Linked DNA regions of Rattus norvegicus: region 1 is linked to region 2. Evidence: chromatin contacts called from public Hi-C data. All regions are on one chromosome and are shown on one strand. Each heading gives the region's core, a stretch centred on a gene start, on an enhancer-like site or on the middle of the called end of the contact. The rest is flanking DNA. Distances are from core to core; before and after follow the strand shown.

What was found. Hi-C and Micro-C count contacts between places; a contact is called where the count stands out from the background.
Region 1: a contact with region 2 is called in a Hi-C map of liver, with 2.2 times the contacts expected there. The contact joins the promoter of Prkca here to the enhancer-like site in region 2.

The regions. Positions count from the first base shown.
Region 1 is chr10:93,782,294-93,789,009 of GRCr8, reverse strand. Prkca (protein kinase C, alpha) reads left to right here and starts at 1,683. Exons shown (of 17, transcript NM_001399299.1): 1 at 1,683-2,083; 2 at 4,849-4,880. The coding sequence starts at 1,911.
Region 2 is chr10:93,654,235-93,660,708 of GRCr8, reverse strand. The region is part of intron 2 of Prkca (protein kinase C, alpha); the gene reads left to right. Among named protein-coding and RNA genes, the nearest start is that of Prkca, 130 kb to the left of the region's middle. Within about 2 kb of position 2,163, at least 16 of the 93 cell types and tissues checked have an H3K27ac peak or open chromatin away from gene starts, as enhancers often do. A contact at or near this core is called in liver, where this site is marked.

The sequences.
Region 1 (6,716 bases), core at 434-2,933, 130 kb before region 2:
TCTCTCAGTGAGCTGTGATTCAGGATACATACGTAAGCCAAACAAACCCTTTCCTATCCAAGTTGCCTTTGGTCATGGTGTTTCGTCACAGCAATAGTGACCCTAAGACACTTGCTCACCAGATTGTAAATGGGTCAGAGAAGAGCCCGCTCTACTGATGGCCAATCAGCCGCCTACACTTGTTTAAATGTAGAAGCTATCTTTTCATCAAGAGTCGCCATTAGGGCCTCTCGAAAAAGAATAGTCCTTCATGGTTTACGGGATATGCTGGGAGCTAGTATCTCAGACGATTTTTCTTCTTTTAAGATCTTTACTTGAGCTCTTAAGTTCCTGATCCTCTGGGGGCCACTCGCTGGTGTCCAAGTTAAAAGTGCACATTGTCTTGATGGATTTGTACTCAACGATAAACGAAGCTGATGAGATGGCTCATCCCTGTAATTCCAGCACCCAGGAGCTGCGACAGGAGTGTTACCTCGAGTTCGAGACCACCCTAGGCAGATTGGGACACTGAACTTCTTGCTGGGAAGTGATCGCTTAGGTACCAGGTTTAGAATCCTCCAGGCAGACCTAATAAATATTCATCAGGCGCTCTGGTGGCCCAGCCCCAAGCGCGCCCTTTGCATACAGATCCATTCCAGCGACTCCTTCACGAGCAGTTTTACTTGGTAATTTACAAATGTTCTGGCTGAACTCTACACCTGCCAGTATCTCAGCAATTAGCTTAGGATGCAAAATGATTTCTAAATTAAGGTTCTGGACATGGAAAATCAAGAGAGCTGGATCATCATCGGCACTACAGCTCTGACAGTCAATGAATAACATCACGAACCAGGGCAAGCACTCTCTGGCATCTTCCAGGGCGATTACGGCTGCCGTACAAATCTATAAAATAAGCAGGTGAACTGCAGGTCAAAGATCGAAGGTAGGTAAGAGGGCCCGCGATCAGTTATTCAAAACCGCTCCCTTTTACCGACTCTAAACTGAGCGAGGGTTAGGGTTTGGCCATTTTAGTGGCATAAACGATTAGAATGGCATTTTGGTCAGGTACAAGGTTAAATGGGTAAGAGGCTGATAAAACGCCAACAAACCCCGAAATGCCGGTGGGTCCAGGTAGCTAGACAAGAAGCTACCTCTGTACCTGCTAAGGGGGGGGGGGTGGCATCAGGGTGGTGCCCTGTGCTTGGTTCCTCCGGGGCACAACTTCCATCCCAGAAAGAGGAAAGCAAGAGCAGGAAAGCGTGAGTGGGTGGAGGAAGGTGGGGAAGAGGAGGAGGCCGGGCACGACGAGCGGAAGGAGAGGAGGAGAAAAAAGAGGGAGGAGGAAGCAGAGGAAAAGGGAGGAAAAGAAGCGGGCGGTGGAGGAGAAGGACCCGCCCCTCTCGGCTTCTTCCTGGGCTGGGCATCTCCAGGGCCTCTCCCTGACCGCCGCCCTCCGCTGTTGGCCCGGCTCACAAGGGCCCCCCACCCAGTACGCGTGTCCAGCTCGGTGCAGAGCAGCGCAGCTCAGAGGCCCTAGGCTCGCCCCGCGCGCGTCCCCGCCCCGCGCGCTCCTACTCCAGTCCGCGCGCGCGCGTGCACACATACACACGCTAGCTCTCCGGGCATGCGCAGTGGGCGGCGCCGCTCCGGGCCGCCTCTTGCTGCCGCGAGTAGGAAGCGCGAGCGCCAGGCGCCGGGCTGTCAGTGAGCGTGGGGCCAGCCAGAGAGCGAGAGAGCCGGAGAGAGCCAGAGAGAGCCAGAGAGAGCGGCTCAGCTCCCAGCTCCAAGCAGCGCAGCGCCCGCCCGGCTCTCCCCGGCCACCGCCGCCACCACCGCACCTCAGCACCGCCACCTCGGCCGCCGCCCCCGCCCACCCCGGCCCTCCCCGGCTGCTGCTCCCCGGCGGAGGCAAGAGGTGGTTGGGGGGGACCATGGCTGACGTTTACCCGGCCAACGACTCCACGGCGTCTCAGGACGTGGCCAACCGCTTCGCCCGCAAAGGGGCGCTGAGGCAGAAGAACGTGCATGAGGTGAAAGACCACAAATTCATCGCCCGCTTCTTCAAGCAACCCACCTTCTGCAGCCACTGCACCGACTTCATCTGGTAGGTGCGCGCGGCAGCCCGGGGGACCCGGGAGCCACCTTTGCTCGGGGCTCAGGTCTCCTTGTCCCGGGGACTTGGGCTCGGGGACGTCTCTGAGCCCCGGCGCGTCCTCACTCTTATGGCCAGGACTCCTCCGAGAACTTAGAGTGACCGGCCGGAGTCCGAACTCTCGCCAGGAGTGACAGGCGCGCACCCACGCGGGACACTCCCTGGGAAGTGGCCCGGCGCTGCCACACATGCCCTGCCCTGAAGGGACTCATGGCTCGGCATGGGGTGACTCGGATGAGGGAGAAGGTCCCCTCGCTTCTGGTAGGCTCACGGGTCTTTCCCGTCGCCAAGCGGAGCGGCCAATGCAGCCCGGTGGGAGCGAAGGGACCGGGAAAAGAGAATGCTGGTGGCAGAGTGGCCCCGGGACGCGCAAGAAACACGCCCCGGAGTAGCGGGGAGCCGCTGCGAGCCGCTCCAACTTGCTGGCGAGCCAGGCTGGGCGCGTTCCGGGGAGTGTTTGTGCCTCGCGTCGGGCTGGGACTCCGCTGGAACCTTGGGTCCCTGCCTACTGTAGGCTGTTTCTACTGGGCACGGAGACTTTGACTTTTCTGGGTGAGCCCAGAGGGGGGAGGGTGGGGAGGGAGAGAGATGGAAGGCAGCAAACTGTTGAAAGCTTGCAGTGGGGGAGGAGGGCTAACCTAGCAGGCAAATGGCAGAGGGCAGAGGGAGTCATTTAAAATAGACCCTGTCAACAGGAGATTAGACCTGCAATCCAGTTGATGAGGACAGAGGGCTTATTTAAGAAAAATACTGTAATGGCTAAAGGTGTCAGCGCTCAGGTGATTTCCACTGAATGCCAAGCCTTGGTAACTGAGGGGCTTGATAGAAGGAGGGGCTCAGGGATCTATCTCTCTGGAGCCTGCAAAATTAGGTAAGATTGTATTTATGCAGATTTACGTTTTTACTTTTTTAGAGAATTATAGCTTTCATCAGATTTTCAAAATGTCAATATCGCCCCTCCCATCCCAATGCTTAGAGATCTGGAACTAAGGGAACTCCCAGCCCCCCCCCCCCACGACTTTGAACATCAAGTGTCAGCTTTTTCTGACTCTTCTCCGTGGATTTGGAGTAAAAAGTTCCTTATAAGCAAGAGCTATGGCTGGGGCTCCTTAGCTCCTTCCTGGGTGGGAAGCCATAAGGGGTGAAGTGCACTTAGATACCAAGCAGTCAGCGGGCTAGCATTATACACACTGGGTATCCTAGTGGCTCTAGTGGCGCTGAATCCACCCAGAGAAGAGAATTAAAAGGGGGAGTCCCACCATCAGGGTGCCAATAAGATGCCTGATTTTTCCTTCCTTTTAAGAAATCATTCAGAAGTGCACCTTGGTGAACAAGGCAACCACTTGACAGTTTCTGTAGTGTAGTTAGCATCTGAAGCAATCCAGCTCAAGGAGTGGGTGACCATAGATAAGGCTACTTAAGATGACTTTAGCATCCGGGTAAAGGGAGGATATTGCGTTGGGCGATTTGCAGCCTCCCATGTTAACCACGAGAGTGTATTCAAAGGGGCTAGAGTGATAATTACTTCTACAGGAAGTAGATACGTTAGAAAAAGGACTTACATTTTTACCACGCTAACTAATCAGTCTCCACTATCACTGTCCAGAGGATCAGTCCCCCGCCAACTGATGAGGTACTCTGGGTACCAGGTTCCCTGTGATGTAGTCCACAGGAGCACAAGTGCTTCACTTAATCTGAAAGCATCCAGTTAGATGGCTTGGGAATCCCCCACCAAGATCATCTTGCAGTGGATTTAATTTCTCTGTTTTCCTTCATTATGACTCCTATGAGTCTTTGGTTTACAATTTAATTTCAGTATTTATTGTATTTTAAAGGAAAATATTTGAACTTAGATTTTTTTTTGGTAGGGCGATGACATTAAGATAATTATAAAGGAATGCAGAGTGCTTTGTAAGGTTAAAATGCTATGCAAAGCAAGAGATTGTGAGCTACCTCGGAGAACATTTTGATGCAGTTCGTTCTGTTGGAACAGTGTTTGTAGTCAAATATCCACGTCAGGGCTCTGTGCTTACAGAGTCAATTCTCTAAAATGATTTACAAGAACAGAATGGCCTCAGTATAGACTTTGGTTCTCCATGAAAATTAGACCACAGATAATCTCAAGTATGCGCTATAGCAGAGATGTTTCCTCTAATCGGATTCCTTCAGCCAAGATAAGATGTAAACAGTGGTACTCTTTGACAGTTTTTAGACACATACTATTTGAAACAAAATTCTAACAAGCTACTTTTTGATTGTCTTTAGGAAGAAAAAATTACTTTGTTTTCAGGACTAAAAAGGAAGTCCCCCTGGGGTTGGGGATTTAGCTCAGTGGTAGACCTGGGTTCTGTCCCTAGCTCTGAAAAAAAGAAAAAAAAAAGGAAGTCCCCCCCTCCAATCCCCAATTTTAAAGCATAAAATTTAAGCTTCTTTGTGTCATCCGAGTACTGTAGCCAACAATTTTGAGTTTGAAGTCTTGTTCTTGTTTTGAAATTTAAGATACCAATTCTAGAGCAGAAAAGACTAGATAGACAAAAGCTTGATAACAGTTCAGCAATCCTTTACAGACAGATTTACATGGTTATCTCGTTAGATACTTAGGGCTGTTTTTTCTTATGGAACTCTCGGGTTTCAAGCATAGACTTTTAGACGCTGTAGAATACTTGTTCTCGGTGGAAAGGAGGCTAAGATATTTGTTCTTATTTTCTGTTTTCCAGGGGGTTTGGAAAACAAGGCTTCCAGTGCCAAGGTAAGCTGCCTCGATGGGCTTCATTTCCAAACATCCAGGCGTGAGCACCGCACACAGGAACTGTACTTCTGCTCAACATTTCTTTTTGATCCGAAAGACATGGTACTTAGATAATATTTTCAAAACACAAGTGATGTTAGTTTGTTCCTTTGAAGAAAAGAAAACATAATATCACCTAGTAATCTGGACACAGGACTGCCTTTTTTTTTTCCATTGAAAAAAAAAGCAAAAGCCTTCATTTTTTATTTTTGCCGAGAACATTGCTGTCAGAAACTGCTGTCTTTGTGTGGGTGTTTAGGAAAATAAAAAGGAATCACTTTGTATTCATGTGGTACTTCTTTCCCTTTCTTTCCCTAACTCCCCCCGCCCCCTACACACACACTACAGCAGATACTCGAGGCAACTTGTTTTAGGCTATATGTAATTCCAGGAAACTTGTGTAGGTCACCCATTGTCACCATGAACAAAGTATGCACACTTTGACATTACGTCAGTGATGTGAGGGTGACTGACAGCTCTAGTGTCAGTGTGCAGTGTGCCTTCCCTCCAGCCTGAGTACACACTTCATGCATGCTCTCCTGTGCGCAGGCTCCAATGGTTTTCCTCCCTCACCTACAATTGCGTTGTGCACTGCCACTACTGTGCGGCCACCAAATATCTAACTTTTTATATTCTCTGTCTTATCTGTTGGGTTGGATAAATAAGCCCTTTATAGCTATCGAAGGCGTTTCAAGTTCCCTAGCTCGCCTGCTGGCTTGTCTGCTCATAGTCTATAACATGTTTATTTAGTTTGAGCTATATTTCCCATCTGGGCATAGGTTTATTATTAGGGCAAGTGGAAAGTACATTCTAGCCTGGAAAATATCGTCCTAAGACTGTCTCTTATTAAGTGCATTAGAGAAAGACACTGTGTGCGTGTGCTTTTCTATTTTCTATTTTTACAGGTGATAGTGTATTATTAAGTTGATTATCTTTTTGTAAACTTCCAATTTGGTGACCTTGTTTCTAATACACCGTATTAGAGAGGGGACATTTTATAGCATAATGATCATTAATACTGTACCTTCCTTAATTCCATGATGTGCTTAAACCTCTGATTGAATGAGTCGTTTAGAGAGCTCCATTTGGAAATGAATGGATATTGATTTTAAACAAAGAGGAAAGCGTGTTGTGTCAGCCTTTATATTAGATGAAAGAAAGACCTCGGTTCTCCAAGTTCTGGGCCTAAATTTTGTAGATTAGGCTTGGGTCTAGGTTTGAATGTGATTTTAGGTAGTTCAAACATGCAAATGAGATCTAAGTCTGTTACTATTTTGATTTTGGCTTCAGTTTGAGTCAGAGCCTATGGAAACTTACAAGAAAAATAGTTACCGAATTTCCTCAACTTGTCCAGGAGAAAGTAGTTATGTTGTTTTAAAATTGTATCTTTAGAGTCACTGGGTCTCTGCTAGCTCATTGGTCAGAGCAGGTACTGTTGGTAAAATCACAGGATATCCATGGTTCAAGGTCACCGGTTCTGTGAGATTCCCTACATAGTATGTGCTGAGCTTCCAGTGGATTCTCAGATGAACAGCCTCTTGTCTTCACAACTCGCTTTTATATGATTTCTTTTTAAAAAAAAATACTCATAAAATGTTTAAAAAGTGAAATAGTATACCTCTTTCTCTTTCTACCTGCCTCCAGGGATAATATCTTTTAAAAACACCCATTTAGTCTCTGTTTGCACATACTTAGTTGTAAGAGCTTGAACTCTCCTGTTATCTGTGCAGGGTGCATAGCTTTCCCCCATGTATGCTAAGTAGCTGTGTGAGCCAGCCTCGGCTCTGTCTGACTCTA
Region 2 (6,474 bases), core at 914-3,413:
ATGGTTGGATCCTAAGAGGCTGCAGAGATGGCTTAGTTCATGAGGCACCTAGCATAAAAACATTAGAACCTGAGTTCTGATCCCCAGCACCCAAGTGATTAAAAATGGTAGCCATGGTAATAAACACCTTTAATCCCAATGCTAGGGAGGCAGAGGCAGATAGACCCATGAGTTGAAGGCTAGCCTGGGCTATGCAGTGAGTTCTAGGCAGCCAGAGCTACACAGCAACACACACACACACACACACACACACACACACACCAAATAAGTAAATAAATAATAAAGCTATTTTAAAGTACTGGTGGGTTTGGAATAGGTTTCTTTTTCTCTTAAAATTTTTTTCTTGGTTAGCTTATTCTAGTGTTCAGTTCATGAGGGTTTGTCAGTTTTAAGCACCCCCTCTCTGACCATTTCTTCCCTGTTCACATAGAGAGGCAAGGAGGGACACCCAGCTGTATTCCGGGGACTCTGTTTGCCTTTAGCGCAGTTATCGATCTGCCTCTCTGGGGAGAGTTTTTAAGCAAATAATTATTTGGGCATGCTAGTTTTCTTTCAGTACCCAGGTCTTGCTCTGTGCCTGTTTTATTCTCTCATCTAGAACCATGCAACTCCCCCAAAGTCTGTGAGTGTTACACAGCACATGTGCAGGAAGAACCTGCCCGGGGACCCTGAGTCATCCATCCGCATTCATCCTGGGGATGAATCATTCAGGAGTACAGGTCTTCCAGCTCAGGCCTGTCTTGCAAAGTTGATTTGTTTAAAAATTCACACTTGCTTTGGGCTTATTTCCTATACCAAGAGTTGTATTGTTTTGTTTCCGAGCAAGTTTAAAGGCGTGGGCTTGCTTGGCTTCAGTGACCATGCAGGGTGATGAGTTGTGTCGTTGACTGTAGACTTGACCGTGACGTCATAGATAAGCGCAGATGCACTCACAACCCTTGTGCCTGAAGTCATGGTCATGACCTCGGCTAGATGACTATAATAATAATTTTGTTTGTTTGATTTTTGAGACAAGGCCTCTTTTTCCATAACCCTCCAGCTCGCTGGGTGCATATTGCCACAGTGCATGTGGAAGTCAGGGACAACTTGTAAGAGTCAGTCTTCTCCTACCGTGTAAGTCCTAGGGATTGAACCCAGGTTTTCAGGCTTGGTGGCAGCTGCTTTTAACTGCACAGCCATTTTGCCAGCCTCTAAATTTAATATCAAACTGATGCATGGAAGTATAAAAGTTATAAGTATTTGGGGTACTGTGTGACTCTATGATACATGTATCATTATGTAGAGCACATAGACAGAACACACAGACACACAGACAGAGCACACAGACTCACAGACAGAGCATACAGACACACAGACACACAGAGGACACAGACACGCAGACACATAGAGCACACAGATGTGGATACAGAGCACACAGATGTGGATACAAAGCACACAGATGCACATGCAGAGCACACAGACACACAGACACAGAGCACACAGGCACACAGACAGAGCACACAGGCACACAGACAGAGCACACAGACACACAGACAGAGCACACCAGGCACCACAATGACCTCAGTAAGAAGCCAGCAGCTTTTCTGCCTTTGGCGCCCAGTTCTCCAGTGGGAAGCCATCCTGTCAGTGTTTGCCTGTGTGGGCGCTCAGGCAACATGCACGTGTGTGCAGAGGCTAAAGGTCTTCTTTGGATGCCCTCCTTTATAATTCTCCACCATACTATTTGAGACAGGTTCTCTCAGTAAACCTGAGGTCTATCTAGAAAGTCCTGGGGATCTGTCTGTCTGTCTTCTCTGCCACCCTGGTGGCTCTTTCGTGGGATCTGGGGATTCAAACTCAGGTCCCCATGCTTGTGCAGCAAATACTTTCCCCACTGAGTGCTAGGAAACTATCGTCAATTCTGTCACTTGAGGAAACACAGCGCATCTACCGCTCACTGCTGTGTGCAGAGCGCCGTCCCTAGCATTTGTAAAGATTCCCGGGCAAGCCTGTACCTTTTTCTATAGTCAATGGATAGATGTTTTTTGGCAATCGAGCTGCACATGTGGAAAGAATTTATGTGTGGGTGGAGGAAACATCTGGCAGCCGAGCAGAGAGGTGGGGACGGGTCCCTCGCGGAGTGGCTGAGAGCTTGAAACTGAGCCAAAGGGCCTGTGTATGCGTCATGCGCTTCTGGCAAGCTCTCTAACTCCAGAAGCCCTCTCTGGGCTTCTAGGCACTTGGTGTGGAGTTAAGGGGGCTCTGAGTTATTCTGGAAAGTTTCCAAGTGAACAGCAAGCAGCTGCCTCTCCCTTCCAGGTCCTTTTTGTACTCATCACAACACAGAACGAACTTCTTGGCAAATGATCATTCACCGTAAGTTTGCCACATTGGATGTTGCAAAAATAAATAAATCAAAGTTAGACTCCATGCTGCCAAGAACTGATACGTCTCCCACTAAAATTCAGACATCACTCATTTTGCTGTAAAGCACAAAGACTTAGATGTTTGAGATTTTAAAATAAAAGTCAACCTTATTTCCACGTCTCTCCAGGGCAGGGGACAAGAGTGGGACTTGGATCAATGCTACTAGAAAAAGCTTTGCCTGTGGCATTCTCTCCCACAGGGGTCAAGGAGGGAAAGCCTCAGTGGGAATCCAAACTGTGACCCTTCTTCCTTCCTAAAAGAGGCTGGAAATTGCTCATGTCCTCAGGTTGAAGTTTGAAGCTGGCATTTGATACCGGAGAGTGATTCATTTTTCACTGTAGCAAGGCATGCTTGAACTGAAAGTAAAACCACACTAGCGCCCAAGCAGAAACTGCAAGAGAAGGTTTGCCATGCGCTGTCACCTCAGCTTCTCTGAAGGCATGGGTTCTAATGGCAGCTTTCTGTGTAGCAAGTCTTCTCATTCTCCGGCTTTCAGCCGCTTGCAGAAGTTTAGCCACACGTCTCACCTGCTGGCGAGAGATGGTGTGGGGAGATTTTAGCCTACATAGTACCTTACAAACTGAGACCCTAGCATTGGACATAACGATTACCATGAACAGTTGAGGCTCATGGACACCAAGGAGTTTGAATGAGGCATTGATCCCTTGCTGTCTCCCCACTGCATGCTACAACAGCAGATTCTACTCGGAACGGTTATTAAAATATAACATGTTGTTCCTGGTTGGCTTAAGGTAAACAAACCCAGTTTCCTCATTTGTAAAAAGAGACTCAGTGATGTCTTACTTTATAGTGAGCAGAAATGCTTAGGGGAACATCTTTTTCTTGAGCTCAAGAAAATACCAGAAATGGTGCCCATCCTGGTACTTTTAAATTAGGAAGGGGGCTGAGATGGGGCCTCAGTGGTCGATCGTTGCCCCACATTGAGGAGACTGTAGTTTCGTCCTTTGCGCCTCAAAAATAATCAAATACGAATTCATCAAATGAAGGCAGAGTGATTTTTGTTTGTACATTAAAGGTTGCTTTCTTTGCTCTGCAGAGTGCACATGCCAAGTTCCTCCTCTCACCATTCATTCTCCTCCCTACTGTGACACCTTTGGTCTTGAGAATGCTAGCTTGCTGTCCCCCATTCCCTCTCAGCTTCTTTTTTTATATTTCTGCTCAGCTAAAATGCAAGCTGAAGACTGATGTCTCTTGAATGATAAAGTTAATCAAATAAATGAATATTTTCTGTTTAATTTGGCCTTAAGAAATGACTATACAGAATGGGCTTCTGCTTTATCTGGGTTTGTGCCTCATAGTTTTAACTACAAGGAAAGGTAACATACATGAAAAAAAAGTAAGCTAGAAAGCAAGCAAGCTACTTTTTGTTGTCTCTAAGTCAAAGCAAAACTTCTTGCAGCTCCATGGCTGTTTCTGAAGCTGAGGAATTCCAGGTTCTCATTTTGGTAGGGCAGGCTACATCTCTGGCTGCCACAAACACATTTGTCACCTGAGAACAGTGGCTTGCACTCGGCCGACCAAGTTGCTTCTGAAGATGCACTTTTCTTCTTGGCGAGTCAGAGTGCACATTTCTCTCAGGGCCCAACACTTGTGAGCAGCAGCTGATGTCTGGCTTTAACGAGAGCACTTTCCTCTACTTGGTTTGGTCCCAACATCATCCTGACCTTCTCAGTTGCACGCTGACCGGGAGTGGATGCAGCAATGTCCTATAAGCATCCAAATCCAGGTTGTGACTGGACAAAGTACCTACAGTGTCATTCGACCAAGAGCCCTAAGGTGGTTCTCTGATGGGCCGTAGGAAGCTGGCAGTGGAGTTAACCCTTACCCGAGTCAAGACAGAAGAGTGGGGACCAGCAGCCATTCCACTCACTGCTCCCTCCTATCTCCCAGGGGGTCATTTCTCTGTTTTCCAAATCTCTCCAAGGCTTCGCTTTCTCTCCTCAGGAAGCATGAAGGGAATATAGCTCAGCTCAGGTCCCTCATGGGCTGTAGTTTTCAACTTGGGCTCATTCCAAGCAAGAAGGCCACAGACTATGGTGGGGTGCCTTGTGAGGGCAGAAAATGTCACCCCACAAAATGCCAGAGTCTCCATGGTTACGATGTCCCTCCTTTTTCTGTGGCCACCACTTTCAAGACCCCTCCCACTCTGCCCTTCCCCTCCAAGTCTGCTCCTCCCACTCTGTATCTGGTCATATGTCAGTCTCCCCATGGCGTTCTGGGGATCTACTTGTGACCAACGTATTTGCTGAAGACAAAGCTTGTTATGGTACCAGGGCTTGCTAGGAAGGCATCTTCCCATCCTTTTCTTGCTGCTCCATACCCAGGGTGGTGATTTGTTCAGTGTAGGAATAGATGTGATGGACATCAAATTTATTTTAAAGAGAGAGAGAGAGAGAGAGAGAGAGAGAGAGAGAGAGAAGTATTAAGAGATTAATGTTCAGTAGAGAAAATAAAATATAATGAAAACAAACACAATCCATTTATCAGATAACAGCTTCTCTGTGGCCCCTTATCACAGGAGTCTTAAAAGGAAAGAAAAAGCAAGGCTCGGTAGTTGAGAGCACCATCTGCTCTCCCAGAGGACATGAACTTGATTCCCAGCGCCCACATGACAGCTCACAACTGACTTTAACTCCAGTCCCAGGCGATCTAACACCCTCTTCTGGCCTCCACGGGCACTGTAGGGACGTGTACCCAGAAACACACGTAAGCAAACAGAGCCATAGACACCTCAAAACAAGTGCAGAAAAATAAATTCCTCTCCAACTTATCTGCTAAGCAACTGATCTGCCGATCTAATTTTATGAGTTGGTATTAATGATATGATCTTGGAAATTAGCATAATTTAGCTGCAAAAATCTTCGCGAGGCTTTTCACATTTAGTTGCCTCCCAGGCTGCCTAATTCTGTCATTTGTGCTACTGAGGAGTTGTTTGGAAGTGGGACAAGGAACTGTCTGCAGCTCCTTCAGCTCTGAGGATGAGTATTTGATGTGGGGTCCCTTGGACTTTATTTCTGAGATGTGAATGCACAAACCATTGGGGTAAAGTCTACAGCTTCTCAGACAGGTATTTGGAGCTTTGTAGGGAAGAGAAAAGAAACTTGGAGAATAGGTCCAAGGTACCTGGGGCACATGGTGTGGATAAAAGAGTCATAGGAATCACACACACTCAGAGGTTTGCAGAACTGGAAGTTGTTTCTGCTCTGGGTAGAGACAGCCGTCCATCCATCCGTACACCTGCTCCACATGTTCATGTGTTTCTTTCCTTTAGCAGAATTGGAAAATGGCTTGATCTGGGTGCTGGTACCAGGAAGAGGCTATAGGAACTTGCGTCACAGCCACATGGTACCAGAGAAACTCCCCAGACCTATCTCTGGGCCGCTGCTTAATGAGACTGAAGCAGTTTGCATTTTTACAGAGCAGAATCACAGCAGCAGTTGGAGCTCCCTGGCCTCGCCTGGCCTTGGGGACCTGCTCCGTGTAAACCTGGTAATTAATTCCCCAGGTGTCAGACAACTCAGACTTAAAGGGCACCAGAAGCCCCCTCATTTCAATACGAAGGATTGCCCTTTTGAAGCAGCCTTGAAGGACCTGACATTCTAGGGTTTAATTATTGGAGAGACAGGCAAAGGCAAGGAGATGCCACTCTGAGGCAAATGTTTAGCCTCTCGAGTAGAAGAGGAAGCAAGTGTGATCAATCCCCAAAGGGAATCCTCAAGTCAGCTTTCTCCTTGCAGACGGATGGGCAACCCGCACCTCTAGCCAAGTGAGTGTGTAGACGGACCTGTAGGATGTTTGAGGCAGGGGACAAGGCATCCCGTTCCAAATTGTTCCTTGCCTTTGAGGTGTATGTGAGACTGATGTGTGCCTTTTAATTTCATTTCTAAAAGCTTCCCATGAATCCTAGAATGTAAGGATATATAAGATAAAGACCGTTGGCCTTATCCGGGGCAGATTCTCTACTTCCTGAAACAGGATTAATTCTGTTTCCATTTGCGGACTATGCACTAGTTACTTCTCTCATTGCCAGGGTCAAACACCTGAAAA